Regions from separate parts of the Mus musculus genome. Here region 1 is linked to region 2. The links are chromatin contacts, called in public promoter capture Hi-C maps. All regions are on one chromosome and are shown on one strand. Each heading gives the region's core, a stretch centred on a gene start, on an enhancer-like site or on the middle of the called end of the contact. The rest is flanking DNA. Distances are from core to core; before and after follow the strand shown.

Region 1 (7,334 bases), core at 65-2,564, 450 kb before region 2:
CAGGGAAATTAATGGGAGACACCTCGATCGGAGGCCCAGTGGTCCTGTTGGCAGGCACATGCAGGCACTCAAGGCGGCCCACCCCTTGACCCAGGGCTAGCACACAGGGCAGGAGGGCACTCAGGCCCTGACCCAGGAAGAAAGACCGTAAAAAGGGGGGTGGGAGGTGGCTCAAGAAGGGCAGGAAAGTGACATTAGAAGCACAGCAGGCCAATGCCAGCACAAACGCCAGCGTTAGGAAGGCCACTGAGTACGGCTTTCCTGCCACTGGGGCCACGTGGTTCCACAGAGAGGCCAGTAGGCCTGTGCCCACTATGCCTAGCCCCTGAACCACTCGGATGGGGACTTGCTCGCCCTTGCCGCGAGCCAGACGCCTCCACAGAGTCACCAGCAGCAGACCCAGGTTTCCCAGCGCCACAAGCACAGAGAGGTAGGAAGGGAGGCTCCAACCTGCAGTGGAAGGAGGAGATAGTGTAAAGGCACCAGGCTAAGGAACGAAGAGCAGCAACAGCAGCAGCCTACCTCCGCCCACTTCACTCACCCTCCGGGAGCTCTTTCACCACTACCGGCAGCTCTACCCAGATCCCGTTGACAGCAGCCCAGGAGCCCATGCCGAAAAGGGCCACCAGCAGATGGGTCAGCACCAGTCGGCCCAGCGGAGGTGCTGCCATTAGGTCAAAGGTCAAAGCGGGCCCTCCAGGACAAAGCGAAGGTAACAGTCCGCCCTTTTCCCACGTAGATCCAAAGCTTCTCTAACTATTCTAGAGAAAAAAAGAGTCAAGCTTTTTCACCTGGACGGAGACAAAAAACAAACCAAAACAAACCAAAACAAAACAAACAAACAAACAAAAAAACATGCGAGTGGGCAGAGTCAGGGTCTGAGGTGGCCAGATTGCAAAACCAAGGCACCTGGAGGGAGGCGGCGGATAGATCAGGAGCTGCACCTACCATGGAGCCTGCACCGGGACCCTTCTGTACAAGACTGGCAAGCGGGGGAGCGAGAAGCTGGCTTAAAGCATGGTTCCGGGGAGGAAGATGAGCGAAAGAGCCAGTCCTTGATGCTTGCGGAGGACCAAGTCTTGGCGCGGCTAAACCAGACTGGATGACAGCTAACTTCAGGCAGCCGGCGTGGATCGGCAAGAGGTGTGGCTGGCTGACTTGATTCGATTCTGGGCTCCTCGGCTGAGTGCGGTGCATCAGGGGCGTGGGGCCGGAGCAGCCCGCCCAGCCCCGGGAGCACGCCACTTAGCCCGGAAGGCAGCCAAACCCCAGCCAAAGGGTTGTAGTAAGACGCCGGCTAATGCGCTAGACTGCGGCGGAAGTCCCACCCCCGGAAGCTAAGTGTAGTGTAAAGGAGTGAGCTAAGGGGCCACGCCCCTTCCTCTCTGCCCACCCACCTTCCGCTTTTAGTTCAGCTCCCGGGGGCTATGGCTCCCGTGGCCTCTAGGCGAGTTAGACGTCGAGTTCGAAGCTCCAAGCGGCCCGATGCGCGGGGCCGCTCGGCGGAGGACTGGTGGTGGGACCGCCTGGCACCTCGCGGCTCTGGGTACCACCTGCTGCAAGCGGACAGCATGTTGCTCGTGCTGCCGGACCTGGAGCCTCCCCGCGCTCGTGCGCACCGGCGCGCCCGTCGCCGCGCTCCGAGGTCACTGGCTCGTGGCCCCACGGCTGTCGCCAAGCCCAGGACCAAACCCCGACCGGAGCCGTCGCTCGATCAGGGCCTGGACTCTGGTTGGGGAGACCGTATTCCCTTAGAAGTCCTGGTGCATATTTTCGGGTTGTTGGTTGCGGCTCATGGGCCCATGCCGTTTCTTGGCAGGTACACCAACAGCGCCTGCCGCGGTAGAGACTGGCGCACTGAGCGGGTGCTGCAGAGCAGAGGGCAGAGCAGGCATCACATCGGGCGAACACAAGTGCTCCGGCACCTGTCTTCACTTAGAGCTCAAAGCCTAGCACTGAGAACGGGCGACGGCAGGCTTTAAGACCGCTGCGCTGCTCCTAAAACACTCCATTGTAGGCATTACCCGCAAAAGGCCACGCACTCTCAGCAAACTTTTTCTTCTCCTAGGGCTGCACGCGTTTGCCGTCACTGGCACGAAGCCACCTCCCATCCTTCACTCTGGCATACTGTGACCCTGTCACCCTCGCTGGTTGGCCGGGCTGGCAAGGGCAACCTTAAGGGAGAGAAGAAGCTCCTTGCTTGCCTGGAGTGGCTCGTACCCAATCGGTGAGGGCTCCTTGTCATCTTACTGTCTGTTGTCTTCCCTGCATCCGCGTTGAGTAGGGGAGGATTCTGTCCAGAAGGGGGCAGCGTAAGGACAAGAGCACAACTACAGCCGGGCCTTGCTGTCGCCCAGGTTCTCTCAGCTCCAGAGCTTGACCCTCATCCACTGGAAGTCTCAAGTACACTCTGTGTTGGAGGTAAGAGCTGGAGACTGCCCTGCACACAAGCTGTCACGTTTGAGTGGTCTACTATGGGGAGGGTGCCCTGGTGGTGTACCACAGAGTTGTCTGCCTGCCTGCTCAGTTTCGTCTTGCTGACATCTTAGGAAATTGCTGGAGGAGACAGCAATTTCCATGTAGGCCTGGCGTGGACAGAATGGAGTCATAGCTGGGACTATAGGATAGGCTTGTCATGACTACCAGTGTCCCTGTAGATAGACCTTTACCTGCCCTCCACAACCCTGGATGGTCTCTCTCTCTCTCTCTATCTCTTGCTACAGCTGGTTAGCAAGTTCTGCCCTCGGCTCACCTTCCTCAAGCTTTCAGACTGCCACACTGTGACTGCTGAAACTCTGGTCATGTTAGCGAGAGCCTGCTGCCAGCTCCACAGCCTGGACCTACATCATTCCATGGTGAGTCCTTTGCCGTGGGTGGGTGGGGGACCCTGAAATCGCCTGGGCCCTTGTGACATGCATGAGCTGCACCTTTGGGCTGGATCCCCAGGTGGAGTCCACAGCTGTGGTGAGCTTCTTGGAGGAGGCCGGGTCCCGAATGCGTAAACTGTGGCTGACCTACAGTTCCCAGACGACGGCCATCTTGGGCGCACTGCTGGTAGGCTGGGGATGGTCAGGAAAAGGGCTCAGTGGGGACCAGCCCAGGCCTTTGACCTAGCAGTGTTTATCCCACCATTCCAGGACAACTGCTGCCCACAGCTCCAAGTCCTCCAGGTCAGCACTGGCATGAACTGCAACAACACACCCCTGCAGCTGCCTGTGGAAGCCCTGCAGAAAGGCTGCCCCCAGCTGCAGGTATTTATACCCTACTGTCTCCCACCTGCCACCCCTTGCCATATCTGCAGCCTGTCCCTCCTCCCTCCTTCTTCTTCCCTCTTCCTAGGTGCTGCGGCTGCTGAATCTGATTTGGCTTCCCAAGCCGTGTGGCCGAGGCGTGCCCCAGGGACCAGGCTTCCCCAGTCTTGAGGAGCTCTGTTTGGCTGGCTCCACCTGCAACTTTGTGAGCAATGAGGTTCTGGGCCGATTGCTCCATCGCTCCCCGAAACTGCGCATGCTGGACCTTCGAGGCTGCGCTAGGGTCACTCCTAGCGGTCTGTGTCATCTGCCATGTCAAGGTCAGCTAGCTGGCTTTGCTTGGGAAGGTGTGGGGGGGTCGGGGTGGGGTGGGGGTGGTCACTGAGTGCCCTAATAGTCACACCGAGTTCTCCCATCTCAGAGCTGGAGCAACTCTACCTGGGCCTGTATGGCATATCTGATGGCTTGACCCTGGCTAAGGATGGCAGCCCCCTGTTGACCCGGAAGTGGTATCACACCCTGAGGGAGCTGGACTTCAGTGGCCAAGGCTTCAGCGAGAAGGACTTGGAACAGGCCCTGGCTGTTTTCTCGGGCACCCCTGGGGGCTTACACCCAGCCTTGTGCTCCCTCAACCTGAGGGGTACCCGAGTTACCCCAAGCACGGTCAGGTCAGTGCACCGTTCACTAATTCTGTGGATCTTGAACCACTTGCTGCCGTGTCTCACTTAGGGACCAGAGGAGTGCTCCCTGACTCCTCATTGCCAGGGTCCAGGAGGGGTATAGACACGAGTCACTCGTCCAACTCCTTGGGGACACCGAGAGTACTAGATTTGGGCTTGGGTGGCTTGGGGTGGTAGGCCTGGTATATGTGAGGGCAGACGGGGCTCTCTGGCCAACAGCTCACTTTCCCACGGCTTGCCTGTTCACAGTTCTGTGATTAGTGGTTGCCCGGGGCTGCTGTATCTTAACCTGGAGTCCTGTCGTTGCCTCCCCCGAGGTCTGAAGCGCGTCTACCGGGGCCTGGAGGAAGTCCAGTGGTGTCTAGAGCAGCTACTTACCAGCCCGCCCTCTGCCAAAGAGCCCACTTAGAGGGCAGCCAGGTTTACCCTGCTCATTTTCACTTTGAAATGTTGGAGGTTTTGTTACAATAAAGGTTTTTTTTTAAAAAAAGATTTATTTATTTATTATATGTAAGTACACTGTAGCTATCTTTAGACACACCAGAAGAGGGCATCAGATCTCATTACAGATGGTTGTGAGCCACCATGTGGCTGCTGGGACTTGAACTCGGGACCCTCAGAAGAGCAGTCTGTGCTCTTAACCACTGAGCCATCTCTCCAGCCCCACAATTAAGTAATTTTTAGGCACTCTGTACAGTCCTTTGTTGTTTTATTTGAGATCCTTTTCACACAAATTTAGGCTGGCTTGGAACTCACGGTGTAGCCCAGGCTGACTCACAACAATTCACCCATCTCAGCCTCCAATGTGGTAGGCTTACAAGCAGAAACCAACACGTCAGACTGTGTATGGTCCTTAGAGTAAGTGGTTGGGTGAGGAACAGGGTTATACATGATGGAGTATGCTACAGCAGGCATGAACCTGTGTGTGTGTGTGTGTGTGTGTGTGTGTGTGTTAAGTGTCTTAGCTCACTTGGGACACAGTTGTCTAAGGATAGGGTAGACAGTGAGGTATAAAATAGTAGGAGCGAGAAAAAGACCTTTATCAGCTACCAGCATCCATGAAGTGACAGTGTTGGTAGCACGGGCTCAGGTTGTCCAACCACGAGGCAGCCAGGCTACCTTCCAGGTAGTGGAGACTAACCAGGGAGGGCAAGCTCACTAGATAGGTGTGGTCAATAGAAAAGCCCCTTCTAGAACCCTTTACTCTGAGCTTCTAGAACCCAGGCAGCCCAGCCTGGACTGCTCCCTGCTTCTCTGCCCTGCTGTTGTCTGGCGGCTCTTGATTCTTCCCTCAGCTGCAACCCTGGAATTGTCTCGGGTGGGAGCCCTGTATAAAGACAGTGGGGCAGCGGCAGTGGGCAAGCTGGATCCTGACCAGATCTACCTAATTAGGTCCCCAAGGAGCAGCAGGCCAGTGGCTCCCGCTTCTCCGCCCTTGTTAAGTACTTCAAACTCTGGAACGTAGGACTCTTCTCTACCGAGCGCCACTTAGCCAATCAGCTCAAGAATAACAGCTTTTACCCCTTCAAGCAGCAACAGCCGGATGGTGGGCGGGGACTGGGCGTGGTCAGGATCCCAGAAGTGGGGAGGGTGGCTGGGGTTAGGAGGGTATAGGCAGGTGTACTTGTGGGAGGAGACGCGGTAGTACCATGGAGAATCTCCACTGGGCGGGCCCTTTCCCCCAAATCCCTGGTACTGTCCTGGAGCTAAGGGCAGCTCCTAGCTGTCCTCATGTGCTGGGTCATGCCGCCCTCAGTCTTTGTGCTCGAGTACTATTTGGACACGCTCTGGAAGGGGACGATGCTCTTTATCATCTGCCTTGTCTTCATTTCCTGTAATGTCCTGAGAGAGGTCAGAGCTCCTGCCCCACCCCACCCCACCCCACAGCCTCTTTGCATAGGGCCACACAAGAGCCTCTTGCCAGAACTCACTTCCGTTAATCCCTGGTACCCACAGGTGAAGTATCAGGAGACCTGGTGCTTTCCTGCCTATGGCATGGTTATAGGCTTGTGGCTCATGCTCTCCTCAATACCGCAGCGCCGCCTAGTGTTGAACCACACGCGCGGCATGTACCACTTCTCCATCCAAGGCCGAACTGTATGTCAGGGGCCAATGCATCTGGTCTACGTGCGCCTGGCACTCAGTTCTGATGGTGATGCCTGAGATGGGAGAGGGTCAGAGTGGGAGGGCATGGATTCAGAGCTGGGAGGGGCCTACAGTACACCTGGATACTCCCACCTTGGAGGCCCCACCCCTACCGTCCTACTCCTAGGCTCTAAGAGGTTAGGTTCTTGGCTCAGTTGCTCATCTATTGGCAGCCTATGGAGGTCGCTTCTTCCAGCTGGTCCTTTGTGGCCACAAGCTAGAGCCACTTGTGCTGGTGCAGCTGTCAGAGCGCTATGAGGTGGGTCCTGTCCCAAACCCCGCCCCTTCTCCCCCATTCCTCCCCACCCCACCCCCCTGACAAAAAGATACTACTGTTTGCAGCTCTTGGATGGGGCTGTTTTGCACTCAGAGGGTAAATATAGTACTCCTGAGACCTCCACTATGTTAAGGGCAGCAGGAGCGCTGGGAATTCTGGGCAGGGGTGGGGTGAGGATACACCCCCGTTAAGGGGAAGGGATACCTAAAGAGCATGCTGGTGGGGATTCTCTTATCCGGAGAACGGAGAACTGGCTGCCACTCCCTTATTCATAGCAAATGGAATTCTTGGGCCGGCACCTTGCCCGGAAACTCAACATCAACTACTTTGACTACCTGGCCTCCTCCTATCGTCATGTAGTCCGCCACTGGCCACTGGGGGCCTCCTTTAGCCCTGGCATTGTGCAGCGAAAAACACAAGTCTACACTAAGTCAAGTGTCAACGACCTGGATGTGTAACCCTGGGGCCTGAGCCCTGGCCTCCTTTTGCCTACCCTGTGTCCCTTATCCCCATCCTGGAGGGACTAACAGCCAGCCCCGCCCACTGCCCTTCCTCTAATTAAAGCCACTTTAGCCTCTAACCAGGAGGTTTCCTGTCTGTTGGTTTGTTTTCCAGAGGGCTTCCTTTCATGGTCTTCCCCTAGCCCAGACCTTCCAGTGTGACCTGGGGAACCACATCTTCTCCAACTGCTGGGGCAAATTTCAGAATTTGTGTTGGAAGATAGGAGAATATCAGGGAATCCCCAACCTCAGCCCCCAGTGTCTGAACTCATCACTAGTCTCAGGACTTCCTGCCCCTCTGAGCCAGTGGGTGTTGAACTGGTCATAACCAGTGAGGGCATCAGACTATGATTGGTCTGTCTGATTTAGGCACCTGCCCCTAGTCCAGCCAATAGTGATATGGAACGCAGTCAGGTGATAATGCCTTGGGCCTTTCGGTACATTGGAGACTGTGCACCCCAACTCTGTGTTTGAACACTTG
Region 2 (7,361 bases), core at 4,159-6,658:
GAAGACTGGATGTGGCAGCTCACACTAATAATCTCAGGATCCAGGAAGTACAGATAGGTGTGCCAACTCCACTCTCAGACATACACGCCCACTGGCTGGTCTTCAGAAAATAAGGTCTGGAATTCAGGTAACAAGGCTCCAGACCAATGACATTCAAAGTCACAATCAGATTTCTCTGGAAGAAGCTGTGCTCTGTGGCACCCTCAATTCACTCCTCTAAGTCAAATTTCAAAGCAGCGCCATCAAGGCCCGATGGTACCATTTGCTTTCTTCTTGTCTTCCCAGTCACAGAGGTTGGGAGTCTAAAATGAGAGGATCCCTCTGAGCCATTCACGAGCAACACGAACAATACGTTGAGATTCCCATTTCAAGACAGATAATGTAGTGCCCATCGCATAATCAGAGACCAGGGCACACCAAGAGCGATGGCTGCAGGAAAGAAAACTCCCAGAAACCATGGAGCAGGCAACAGGCACAGGAAATGTCACCAGGAAACTGGGGCATTTTACTAAGAGACACTCTCAGACTGAAAACTACAGTAAGCACAGTTAAACAGGTTTAACAACAGACAGGTCCCTATGGTCATCCTTGCTCTCTCTGGTCAGCCCTGCTCACTCTGCCCCAAAGATTTATTTATTATTATATATAATACACTGCAGCTGTCTTCAGACATACCAGAAGAGGGTGTCAGATCTCATTACAGGTGGTTGCGAACCTTGTGGTTGCTGGGATTTGAACTCAGGACCTTCAGAAAGCAGTCAGTGCTCTTAACTGCTAAACCATCTCACCAGCCCCTGAAAATTATTCTTAAAAAATTCAAATATGCTGGGCAGTGGGCACGCCTTTAATCTCAGTACTTGGGAGGTAGAGGCAGGCAGATTTCTGAGTTTGAGGACAGCCTGGTCTACAGACTGAGTTCCAGTACAGCCAGGGCTACACAGAGAAACCCTGTCTCAAAAAACAAACAAACAAAATGTCACTATTTGGAGACAGGATTATTTGGTGGAAATTAAGATACACGGAGGTCACTGACGCAGTATAGAACTTGCTATGTATGGTTCAGGATACCCTCAAGTTCCCAATCCTCCTGTCTCAGCATCCTCAATTCAGGGATCACAGGTGTGCACCATCATGCCCAGTACTAACATACTTAAGGAAGAGGATGTCAGGGTCTGGAGAGATGGCTTAACAGTTGTCTGCTATGAGCAGACACCATAACCAAGGCAACTCTTATAAAGGACAACATTTAATTGGGGCTGGCTTACAGGTTCAGAGGTTCAGTCCATTATCATCAAGGCAGGAGCATGGTAACATCCAGGCAGGCATGGTGCAGGAGGAACTGAGAGTTCTACACCTTCATCTGAAGGCCACTAAGAGAAGACTGGCTTCCATGTGGTAGCTGGGAGAAGGGTCTCATTGCCCACCCCCCAGTGACACACTTCCTCCAATAAGGCCACATCTCCTTTCCTGGGCCAAGCATATTCAAGCCACCACAACAGCTCAAAGCACTTTCTGCTCTTCCAGAGGACTCAGGTTCCATTCTCAGAACCATCATGGAGGGTCACAACTGCCTGTAACTGCCGACTTGCTTCTGGCCTCAATGGGCACTTCATGAACGCAGCACATACAACATGCGCAGCCAAAGCACTGCACATACAATAAGGTAAATCTAGGAAGAAAGAAAAGAAACAAAGGAAGAAAGGAGTTAAGACAGTCACATACAGACCGGTATTGTTCAAGGATGTTGAGAGGAGAACCTGTTCACATGTCAAGGGGAGAGCTTCAGGAGAGATCCTGACTCTGGGATCCTGGACTTCTATGAGAAAATTAATTCCTGCTTTTTAACTTACCATGCCTCCTGTGGTATCTGTTAGGATAGCTCAAATAACCCCCTCTGCTTTTGTTTTTGTTTTTTCCAAGAAAGCATTTCTCTGTGTAACCCTGGCTATCCTGGAACTTGCTCTGTAGACCAGGCTGGCCTTAAACTCGCAGACATCTGCCTTCCTCTGCCTCCCCAGTGCTGGGATAAAAGATATGGGGGGCCACCACCACCCATCAATAACTGCCTGGTAATAATTGCTCTCTTAAAGAGAAGGGAAATGTTACATTGTATCACAAGTTCATTGTTGTTTTAGACTTCCATCTATTTTTTTTAGCCAATATTGAAAAGCGAATAAGCCTTCCTGTGGCATCCAGTAAGACTTCTCAACAAGAGAAATAACTTGTATGTCCACATTAGTCTCCTCCTCCCCCCTCCTCCTTCTCCTCCGAAGGCAGCTGAATGGTTGTTGAGTCTCCTGCATTCTGAATGCTGTGACTACTGATAACCCACAAAGAGCTCAAAGCTCATCCACGGAGAGCAGTGCCCGCCACACAGCACACATGTATTTGTCTGTTCTGTTGTATTGACCAAGTGCAAATTGATCTTTTGGGCACATTGTTGAAATGAATAAAAACGCAATCCTCAAGTCATCCTCGGAGGCCGTTTGGTGGGTATGATGGAGTTCCATCACTTGAGGAGGGGCCTGGTACCCAAGGAGCGCTTGGCTGCAGGACCCATCACTTCCATTTAGCACTGCTGCTTCTATTTCCTAGTAGTGAGTAATGATTAAATAGATGTCAATTCTCCTGAAATCTCTTGAAACAGCTGATTTTTTTCTTTTCCCCCTCCGTTGGTCGCTTCCAAACACACACACTCCCTAGGAACCGCTTCCAAACTTAAGTTACAGAGAGGCTGTTTGGCCCTCATTGACTGTTGTCGGGAAGCAGTAGTTTCCTGCCACATGGGGTGAGCTCCCCAAAGGAGCTTGGAAGATCAATATTGGTTTCCTTGGAACGAGAACAGAAGCCACGGCCTTGTGCCCATCCCAAAGGGGCCAGCCTCTCACTACCGCTTTCCTCTGGTCTTTGAGGCAAGTTTCGAAAAAACACAATGCCGGGTGCTGCCCATGAGGCGAGGGGCCTTCTCTCTTCCTCCCTGGAATATCTGGCCTCAGGGAACATCTGTCTAAGCCTGGAAAGCCACCTGCCAGAGGGAAAGAAATGGTCAGGAATTCAGAAACCAGACATCGGCTGCCTACCCTTCAGCAGGGACAGCCTCGGAGAGACCCAGAAGGGACACCCAAGGATCCCTGGGAGAGCTACAAGAGGTAGGAGAAAGGAATTGAGTGCTAAAGCACAAGACAAGATGTCAAGGGAGCAGATGACCATTGAGACGGGGTGTGCCCAGAGGACATTAATAGTAAGCATCTGGCAGGATGGGAAGATGGACAGGAGTAGAGGCGGAGACAGGAGGGCAACTGGGTCTGGAGCAGTAGCTGAGGAAAGTGACCAAGAACACACCTCAGCCTCAGACTCCATGCCCAATGTTGGATTCCAGAGTCCTCTCTAGATCCAACAAGAGTTTGTCTCAAAATAAGGCCATTTCCCAGGTACTAGGGGTTAGAGTGCACATACCTGTTTGACATGGGACTGGCTATAGGGAAGAAAATGAATTGAGGTTTGGTTCCTATGCAGCTGCCTCGGGAGACTCTTTGGACCACCTACTAAGCCTTCATGCATCCTTCTCCCACGCATCCATCACACCATTGATGAGGGCGTGGCATGTGATGAACATTACCCTTGGCACCAAGAGCAGACACCCTGCCCTTATAGATCCACATTCCATCATGGACAGATGAAACAGACCAACACAGGCAGGTCCAGCGCCAAATGTCATGGGAAAGTCTCGTGAGGCTAGGGAGGAGACAGGGTGTGCAAGCATGGAGCCTAGGGATGTCTTGTCGGAGAGATGACACCTGAGTCAACACCTGAAGGACGTGGCCTCAACGGGTGACAGAAGATGCATTCTATGTATAAGTCACAGTCAGCACAAAGAGGGATGGATGGGCCTGTCAAGTGCAGCAAACAGTCAGGAGGGCAGGTTTGACCTCCACAAAGGCTGCTTAGAGAAACCAGCTGTAGCAAACGTCTTGTGGAATGGAACCTAGGGGACGTCTGTGTGAGCATCCAGTTACCCTGTCCCCTACAGTTCTTAGACAGCATGTGCTACTGCCAGCTGTGATCTGTGCGTGCCACTAGCCTTGGTGTTGTGCATTGTTTTTAAGGTTTATTTTATGTGTATGTGATAATGAGTGCCTACATGTATGTGCGTTTGGTACCCATCAAGACCAGAAGAGGGCAGCAGATCCCCTGGAAGTGGAGTAACAGGTAATTGTGAACTTGTGTGAGTGCTGGGAATTGAACTTGGGTCTTCTGCAAGAGCAGAAGTACTCTTAACCAACGAGCCCTCAATGTCACATTTTTAAAAAACGGGTTCTATCTGTAGTGCCTGCCCCCCCCCCAAGAGGCTCTGCTAACACTGTGGTACAAGGCTCTTCATCATTTGTGTTCTTAGTGCAGACTCTCCAGTGTGGCTAGGGTCCTAGTTAAACAGACACAAATAGGTAGATCCAAGGACATGGGAATTGTCTTCCAAGCATTGGCCCTGTTCTGACTTCTAGGGCCAGTAGAGGGTTAACCCCTCCTGATCTGCTAAACTAGCTAACCCTTCTCAGGATAGGTAGAAGTCCACAGCAAGCTGCAGCATTCTGAGCGGGCTATGACAGAAGTCAGGAGCAGAGTGGGGGGCAGAGCTGGTCAGGGGTCAGATGATGTTTAAATCAGAGGACAGCCAGGGTCTCTATATAGAAAGGGGAGGTGCCGGTGGGTAGAAGGGCAGAGGTAGGACTGAGGGCAGTTGAGGGGTGGATAGAGGTTTTCGGGGGGTGGGGGAGTCTGCTGGATGTGACAAGTGAGAAATGCTCCCTCTTCGTGGTTCCATTGCTTCAAGGGAGCCCATAGTGGAACGGAGAGCGTCACATTTGGGGAGAAAAGAGAAACTCGCCATTATGAAAAGTGGGTTTGCACGGAATTCTGGTCCAGGAAGAGACAGGCAGTCAGGATTTAAAGAGTATCCCATCAGTCTCTGCTGCGGTGCATCTTTAGTGATGCGTTCCTTGGCTACCTGAGGAGGGAACTGGTCCCATTTCTGAGACCATATGGTTTCTTACCACTGAAGTGCCTGCCCCCAGATGCCCTTGACCCTTGATGCCCCATTCAGACTCTCTACATCGGGCCGAGTTCAGGACACTTGTCATGGGAGCAGGATCGGGATGCGGTGCTGGAAGAACTGGCTTCAAGAGTTGGGCAAAAGTGGTTCCCGAAGAGGCCAGGCACAGTCTGCTGGGAGAACCACAGCTGCCTGGGAAACCTTGGAGAGGCCTCCGCAGGAATGGGTGGTGCCTTTGAGGGGCGCGTCTCTTTGAGGCGGAGCTTTGGGGGAAGCAGGAGTGGTCTGGGAGGACGAGGCGTGCCTGGGGCGGGGTTCTGCCGCCCTGGATCGAGCTACAGTCCAGCACCGGCCTGCAGAGGCGGCTCCGGAGGGGCGGGGCGGCTCCTCCCTCGGGTCCGCTGCGAGCCCGCGCCTCCCAATTCCCGGAGCCGAGGAGGGCTCGCGGCGGCCGCTCCGCTGGGCTCCAGGTTGGGCTGCTGGGCGCTGGGCCAGGGCGGGCGGGAGCGGGGCGAGGGCTTGCGCGGAGGGCGGCGGCCTGGGCTCGCCGAGCCATGGCGGCCCCGGAGCCGGCGCCGAGGAGAGGCCGGGAGCGCGAGCGGGAGGACGAGAGCGAGGACGAGAGCGACATCCTGGAGGAGAGCCCGTGTGGCCGCTGGCAGAAGCGGCGGGAGCAGGTGGGCACGGGTGCGGGTGACGCCGCCGTCCCGTAGCCTAAGGATAGAAGCCATGGGATCCGTGGGGCCGAGCCAGTATGAGGGTCTCCCCGGACGCCCTGGCCTCTGGAGGCCCTCGGATCCCTTTGGCCCCAAGCCCTGGTGAGAAACCCCCATTCCTTGAACACCGGTGTCATACTGGGACCACCTCCACGTGCCTCTTGGATCCCTACTACCGCTCTGGGGATCTCCCCAACCTCTAAAACCTGCGTACCTTCTGGCCCAGCCCCTGGACACCACCCTTCTCCCCCTGGGTTCTTGATTCCCAGCCTTACCTCCTCAGCCCTCCCACTGAGCTGGGCAAGGCTAGCAGCACATTCACGGCTGGGGGAAGGTTGTGGCGGAGACCACGTCCACACCCTGGGTCTATTCGTATCAGGACACACATTCTTCCCACCTAGGTGAACCAAGGGAACATGCCCGGGATCCAGAGCACCTTTCTGGCCATGGACACGGAGGAGGGTGTAGAAGTGGTGTGGAACGAACTTCACTTCGGGGATAGGAAGGCCTTTGCGGCCCATGAGGTGAGGCCTGTCTATACCCGCTTTGCCCCATACCGTTGATTGGCCCCACAACCATCCTCTTTCCCCAGGAGAAGATCCAGACCATGTTTGAGCAGCTGGCGCTGGTGGACCATCCCAACATCGTCAAGCTGCACAAGTATTGGCTGGACGCCTCTGAGGCCCGCGCGAGGGTGAGCTAGGGGCGGGTGAAGGGCGGAGTGAAGCCACAGGCTGGGTGGGGCAGCATGGAGACCCACCCGCAACGGCGGAGCCCGCCTGCCCGCAGGTCATCTTCATCACAGAATACGTGTCGTCTGGCAGCCTCAAGCAGTTCCTCAAAAAGACCAAGAAGAACCACAAGGCCATGAACGCCCGGGTATGGGGAGTGGGCTGGGGACTGGAGGGAGTCCAGCAGAACTTAGGGACAGTAGTGGGGCGGGGGACTCCGAAAAACCTCGGTTCAGGAGTGGGGTAGCGGGCGGGCTCCGCAGGCTCAGCAGCCTTTTGGTGCCCACCCGACGGAGTCGTGCGTCCGCTGCCAGGCCTGGAAGCGCTGGTGTACGCAGATCCTGTCTGCACTCAGGTGAGAGCCTGGCCTTGCCCACGCGCTTGCCCCCTGCTCTGCACCTTTCCGCTGCTCTCTGACCCGGTTCTTCCTGCCTCTCATCCTCTATGCTTGCAGTTTTTTGCACGCCTGCAGTCCCCCCATCATCCACGGGAACCTGACGAGCGACACCATCTTCATTCAGCACAATGGCCTCATCAAGATCGGCTCCGGTGCTGGCGAGGCGGGGCAGGGGGCAGGGGGCAGGGGTGGGGAACCTGCGGGAGCCCTGGACAGAGACTGCCCAGTCTCCCCGCCCAACTGACATCCTGTCTTTCTCTCTGCGTTGGCTGTTGCAGTGTGGTACCGCATCTTCTCCAATGGTGTGTGGGGTCTCTGGGGGTGTGGGGACCATGGAGAAACTTGTCTGTTTAGCTCCACCCTTTTCCTCAGCACTTCCTGATGATCTCCGGAGCCCTATTCGAGCTGAACGGGAAGAACTCCGAAACCTGCACTTTTTCCCACCAGAGTATGGCGGTGAGTCCCTG

The links. Capture Hi-C pulls out chosen DNA fragments and counts their contacts.
Region 1: a contact with region 2 is called in a promoter capture Hi-C map of pancreatic islet. The contact joins the promoter of Slc52a2 here to the promoter of Nrbp2 in region 2. A contact is called at or near these places in 1 of 484 Hi-C or Micro-C datasets (natural killer cells), 3 of 115 datasets of contacts at active chromatin or transcription factors (astrocytes, embryonic stem cells and thymic regulatory T cells) and 2 of 9 other capture datasets (liver and pancreatic islet).

The regions. Positions count from the first base shown.
Region 1 is chr15:76,532,810-76,540,143 of GRCm38.p6, reverse strand. It overlaps Slc52a2 (solute carrier protein 52, member 2), which reads right to left and starts at 1,314. Exons shown (of 5, transcript NM_029643.4): 1 at 949-1,314; 2 at 542-761; 3 at 1-450. The coding sequence starts at 671. Fbxl6 (F-box and leucine-rich repeat protein 6) reads left to right here and starts at 1,398. Exons shown (of 9, transcript NM_013909.2): 1 at 1,398-1,819; 2 at 2,069-2,227; 3 at 2,358-2,421; 4 at 2,724-2,855; 5 at 2,947-3,054; 6 at 3,138-3,251; 7 at 3,340-3,571; 8 at 3,673-3,919; 9 at 4,181-4,421. The coding sequence starts at 1,428. The coding sequence ends at 4,340. It overlaps Tmem249 (transmembrane protein 249), which reads left to right and starts at 5,147. Exons shown (of 6, transcript NM_001378247.1): 1 at 5,147-5,249; 2 at 5,324-5,477; 3 at 5,688-5,782; 4 at 5,888-6,083; 5 at 6,250-6,335; 6 at 6,629-6,933. The coding sequence starts at 5,732. The coding sequence ends at 6,811.
Region 2 is chr15:76,089,737-76,097,097 of GRCm38.p6, reverse strand. Nrbp2 (nuclear receptor binding protein 2) reads left to right here and starts at 5,408. Exons shown (of 18, transcript NM_001358359.1): 1 at 5,408-5,727; 2 at 6,168-6,290; 3 at 6,359-6,460; 4 at 6,556-6,645; 5 at 6,812-6,852; 6 at 6,952-7,046; 7 at 7,173-7,196; 8 at 7,267-7,350. The coding sequence starts at 5,605. It overlaps Gm41349 (a long non-coding RNA gene), which reads right to left and starts at 6,393. Exons shown (of 4, transcript XR_003951571.1): 1 at 6,042-6,393; 2 at 5,052-5,764; 3 at 1,266-1,669; 4 at 1-302.